Linked DNA regions of Mus musculus: region 1 is linked to region 2. Evidence: chromatin contacts called from public promoter capture Hi-C data. All regions are on one chromosome and are shown on one strand. The core of a region is the stretch at or near the end of the contact, and the rest is flanking DNA. Distances in the headings are between cores, read along the strand shown. Region 1 holds the start of Gab3 (growth factor receptor bound protein 2-associated protein 3). Region 2 holds the start of Nsdhl (NAD(P) dependent steroid dehydrogenase-like).

Region 1 (2,700 bases), core at 195-2,694, 2.2 Mb before region 2:
AGATCAGGCTGGCCTCGAACTCAGAAATCCACCTGCCTCTGCCTCCCAAGTGCTGGGATTAAAGACGTGCGCCACCACTGCCTGGTGCTTTCCAGTTTTTAAAGTGTGTTCACAAAGAGAAGGTAGTGTTTAGAGGGATGAACTCTCTTTTTTTTAAAAAAGATTTATTTATCATCATATGTTATATATTAATGTATATTAATTAACACACACAATTAATTAATATAATAATATATTGATTAATATATTGTTATATGTTAATTATTATATTAACATTAATTATATTACTATAAGTACACTATAGCTGTGTTCAGACACCCCAGATGAGGGCATCAGATCTCATTACAGATGATTGTGAACCACCATGTGGTTCCTGGGATTTGAACTCAGGACCTTTGAAAGGGTAGTCAGTGCTCTTAACTGCTGAGCCACCTCTCCAGCCCAGGGGCTAATTCTTGAGACAGACAACTAACTCTGCTATTGGTAACTTCCTACGTGTGTGCTCTATATAGGGGGCAGTATTGTTCTGTTTCTTGTCTTATGCATGGGCAAAACTGACTCAACAATATAGCTTATAGGGTGTTTGTGTAGATGCTGTGAAGCACTTATGACAATGGCTGGCATATGGTACTCAGTAGTCACAATAAATATCAGTTTATTTTTGTTATTAGAGTTCCCAGCATACAAGCTGGCTCAACCTTATATTTACCTTTTAAAACCCCAGAGTTTAGTAAGGTGCAGCTAGTACTACTGCTGAATTCAGATCATTTTTGTTCATTAGAACATTTAAACAGTTCTGCCCTGGAAGCTCATTATTGAACACAATGATCTTTGGAAGAGGGGCATAAAAATCACACTACTTTGCAAACAATCAAGTGGAGCAGGGAAGTGGAAGAGGAGTCTTTCTTTCTCTGTTAACTATATACATGACAGATATGAGCCATAGATTTTTGTTCTGCAGCGTCTGAGCTAAGGAAACCAACCCTTTTGACATAGCTCTTCAGGGATGGTGATGAAAGCAACAGGATCATTGGCTGCCATTAGGTCACCTAGTGTTTTCCTGGGGGGAGGAGGGGTGGCAGGCTCCTTCCTCCCTCTGCTATAACTATGAAGGTAACAATCTAGGCACCTGGGAAACAGCAGCAGAGCATCCTGCTTGGGGTCTCCAGAAGCAGAGCCTCCTGCAGCACAGCAATTGCTCGAAGAGGCTTTCTTATCTTTGCTGCTTATTCCACCCCCGCCCCGCCCCCGCCCCCGCCTCCGCCCCCCCCCCCCCCCCGCAGTCTAAACTCAAGAACAGCGACTACTGTCCATCCCTTCCTCAAGTCCTGGGGGTGGGAGGAGGGCGAGGAGGGGGCGTCGCTCAGCAACTTGGGGCGGCGCTATGTAGGTAGGAACGCCCCATGGCATCCCTGGCTAGACTTCCTCCTGTCGCAGGCGGCCAGCCCAGCTGGAGGAAGCAGCAGCAGCAGCAGCAGCAGCAGCAGCAGCAGCAGCAGCAGCAGCAGCAGCAGCAGAAGAAGAAGAAGAAGAAGAAGAAGAAGAAGAAGAAGAAGAAGCAGCAGCAGCAGCAGCAGCAGAAGCGGCTGCGGCGGCGGCGGCGGCCAGGATGAGCACTGGTGACACTGTGTGCATGGGCTGGCTCATCAAGTCGCCTCCCGAGAGGAAGCTGCAGCGCTATGTGAGTAGGGGTGCCGACTCAACCCTGGCCTTCGTGCCCTCGGTTCTCTGCTCGTGGGGTGGCCGTGTGTGGCCCTGGGGAGTCCCTGACTCTAGGCGCGCCAAATATAACTGTTCCCAGAGCCCTAGCTGCAGGCGAGGCCATTGGACGTTGGAAAGTGAAATCGCACGTCAAGCTGTTCTGAGTCCTGCAGCAGGCTGGCCTGGTGCCTCTTGCCTGCTGTGTTCAGTGTCTCTATACTGCCACACTCAGCGGTAGATGGAGGTGGGTTGGAGCTGAAACCCCCAACCCAGCTTGTATGCTGGAACAACCAGAGAGACTTCTCTAAAGGGTGCCCTGTCTCCAACTGGAGTTCCATTTCACAGCGAGAACAGGGCGAGGGACAGGGACGTGGACAGTAAGAGGAAACTTGTGTGGGCCACTCAGTGAAGCTGCTGCATTCCTCTTGTAATGAGTACTGTCATAGCTATCATAGAACACTCTTGTTGGGAGCCTACCACACAGTGTAACTCTTTTCTCATTATGTCCCTTCTCAGCATATTCTTTATGATGACATGGAGCTTTTCTAGTACAGCTGGAACCATTGACATTTCCTATTATGAAATAAGGAACCCCGGAGAACTACATCTTTCTACCCGTCATATGACCATATTTAAATAAGTTGCACACAACTCAAAAAGTTCATTATATCTAGTGTTCTCAGGATAAGATCATAAAAATATTCTGCTTAAAGACTCGATTGTTACTGAGCTGTCTTTAGCCATTAACAAGAATCACTTTAGTCCCCGGGGGGTTGTATATACAGATATTAGGATTTCTTGCCCTTGGGGTTTGGTGGAACTGGAAGTAGCTTGATGGATCCTTGTCCTTTATAATTTCTAATTTCTCTGCAAAACCAAAGCATGCAGGTGGGAACTACCCTGTTCAGGTTTGCAGTCAGCTGAGGCATTCCACCACAAATGGGGTTCTACCTGGTACTTATGTCTATAGCTTTCTAACTGGGGTCCTTATTTCACCAG
Region 2 (2,700 bases), core at 172-2,671:
TAAAGAGAGTGATTACCTTTACAGAGAAGGTGACAATAGCTGAAGACCAATACTAGGCTTGCTGGTGCATACCTTTAATCTAAGCACTCAGGAGGCAGTGGCAGATGGATCCCTGTGAAGTTTGAGGGCATCCTGGTTTACATAGTGAGTGCCAGGTCAGCCAGAATTACAGAGTGAGACCCTATCTCAAAACAAAAAAATTATATCTACCTGTGAAATTTTCTCAAAGAATTAATCAAAATACTAAAAAATTTTAAAAAGTTCATGGGACTGGGTAAGGTCAGTGAAGGAATGTATCAGCCGCAAAAATAGTGCCCTGGGTGAGAGTGAGCCAGAGGGGGAACAGTGTGGGTGTGATGGGAGAAGGAGGAATTTCATGGCAGGCTTTGCAGATTATGGTGAGAACTCCAGCTCATACTGCTGAGGAAGGGCTGAGGAGGAACAGAGAAAACAGAGGACAATTCAAGGACGGAACTGTGAGAACTCAGAGGCTGGATATGGGGGATTGTTGCTGCAGTGAACAAAGGAGCCAAACAAGACACAAAAGTTTTGAAGCCGGTTCCTGGCTTAAAGGAAAGAGGGCAAAGGGCCTATATTACATTTATGGGGAGCTGTTAAGTCTCAGGCCTTTCTCAGTTTGAGAGACTGATACTGTGCCCTTAAAGTCCCTAAACTGATTTTCTTTGCTTTGAGGGACGTAGAACATAGAATCTGTGTTCGACCCTGGGCCTTCATTACTCCTGGCACAGCTCCAGGTAGCCCCAACCCGTTGTGCACTTTGCCCTTTAATTCTCTTTACATTCCATACTTCCAAAACTCCTGTGGCTTTGCTTTCAAGGGAGTCTCATTCAGGAATGCTCCTTCCCATGTGACTTGAGTGTCTGTACGTCTAACAGGACACATTTTGATGAGTTTTGAAGATCTAAAAGTCCCCAGCCCATTCCCCTGAGAGCTAAAGTGACTCTTGTAGAGCTAATGTAAAGACAAAGCCTCATGTGGATTGGGTTTCTAAGCCCCAGCCCTGTGAACCACTGACACAATACTCAGCATGCCCACTCCAGTTTCGAGGTCTCAGCTTCTCCTGGCACAGTCACCCCTCCAAACCATTTGGTCATATCTTGCTGGCCCCTCAGATGTTCTGTGTCCCCCAACTCGGTTTTAAAATGGGTCCCACCCATTCCCTCCTACTTCCTCCAGGCTCTGTCACCCACACGCAGCAGCCTCTAAGGGCAAGCCCGCAACTCTTACCCGGTTTAGACACTCAAATGATCGACCTCAGCTTGCAGACAACCGGCAACCAGAGAAGTCTGGCTGAACACCCGCCACCCTTTTCTACTGATAGATATGAGCCCACAATCAGCAGAGCTTCCTTCATAATGTTGATTGGTCTAGCTTGGCTCTGGCGCAACCAATTGACGCTCACAGCATGATTTTGCCCAATGAGGCTAGTCTTTGGCTGCCGACGCACCGCCCTCTTGCTCTTGGGCGAGTTTTGCCAGGTTAGCCCCACCTCTTCGTTCCCAAACCAATGGGAAGCGGGCTGTGCGCGCGTGGAGCAGTGGGAACGCCGCTGAGGCTGCGAGTACGCCGTTGCCTTAACAACCGGTGGCAGAGTCCGTTGGGTGATGGTAAGTGCTAGGGATTCGGTGGACCCCACGCGGCGTCCCCGGTCCTTTCCTAGGCCTCGGTGCAGCCTTGCTACCTTTCTTGCACGGTTCTTGGCGTTGACGCACTAGTTCTTCCTTGGAGCTGTGTGCCGGAAGGGTAGAAGAGAAAGTACAGCCGCCAGCAGCTTGCCTTGCCTGCTCTTTCCCACTACCCCCTCCTCGCCCAAGTCACCTTCAGCCACCCCCGCACAAACTGCCTCTGGACCTCCGCTGGCTTTCAGGAAACAGCAGGGTGACCATTCTATTGCTTCCCTTAGACTTCCGCCTCAGTCAAACTCAGGCCTCCTGGCCGCGGCCACCCAGTTAAAGTTTATGCATTGGTGCTAAGAGGTTTACTGTGTTCTGATGGTCGCAAACGCTTTCAGGAGAGGCTGTGAGAAAGCACGCAGGTGCAAATGGTTTGATTTTTATCACTTTGTACCGGCATAATTTTTATCTTAGTAAGTTTACATTTAGCCAAATTTAGGCATAAGTAATTGGAGGAGCAGAGTTCTTGGGAACTGGCACCACAAGTAGATGTTTTAAGTACATTTCTAAAACCGAGAGTACGGAAATCATATACAGTTGATCATCCATAACTGTAATTGGTTTCTCAAAGAGCTTTTGATGATGCTTTTTTAGATTTAAAAATGACTGAAATTGAATCTCCTAAAGTGACACATGGATTAATGGTACAATTGCATGAACTTTCTGTAGTATAAACTTTAAGACAGTGGAGGTCAGAGTTATGTCTTCTCATGAAGGCTATGTTAACACTAGAAATTCATATTCATATATTCACTTGCTCTATGTTGATCTATACAAGAACAAGGAGGAAAATGGTAATATACTATTTTAAAACAAAAACTCTCTTCTATTTGGTGGCTCCCCAATGAAATATAGTTGAATTTAGTCATATGAGACATCACATTAAGACAAATTTACAGTTATATTAGAAAATAACCTCATTATTGCCAATTTCTTTTTTTATAACTTAGTAAAAACTGACATATATAAATTGAAATAGTTTTAAGTTGAGAGAAAGTTTTTTCTT

What was found. Promoter capture Hi-C pulls out the DNA fragments that hold promoters and counts their contacts.
Region 1: a promoter capture Hi-C map of erythroid cells shows a contact between it and region 2, with 95 times the contacts expected there. The contact joins the promoter of Gab3 here to the promoter of Nsdhl in region 2. A contact is called at or near these places in 4 of 39 promoter capture datasets (the C10 cell line, the HPC-7 cell line, erythroid cells and 1 more), 1 of 115 datasets of contacts at active chromatin or transcription factors (astrocytes) and 1 of 9 other capture datasets (liver).

What each region holds. Positions count from the first base shown.
Region 1 is chrX:75,083,649-75,086,348 of GRCm38.p6, reverse strand. Gab3 (growth factor receptor bound protein 2-associated protein 3) reads left to right here and starts at 1,444. Exons shown (of 10, transcript NM_181584.4): 1 at 1,444-1,681. The coding sequence starts at 1,610.
Region 2 is chrX:72,917,242-72,919,941 of GRCm38.p6, reverse strand. Nsdhl (NAD(P) dependent steroid dehydrogenase-like) reads right to left here and starts at 1,421. Exons shown (of 8, transcript NM_010941.3): 1 at 1,249-1,421. Cetn2 (centrin 2) reads left to right here and starts at 1,598. Exons shown (of 5, transcript NM_019405.6): 1 at 1,598-1,628. The coding sequence starts at 1,626.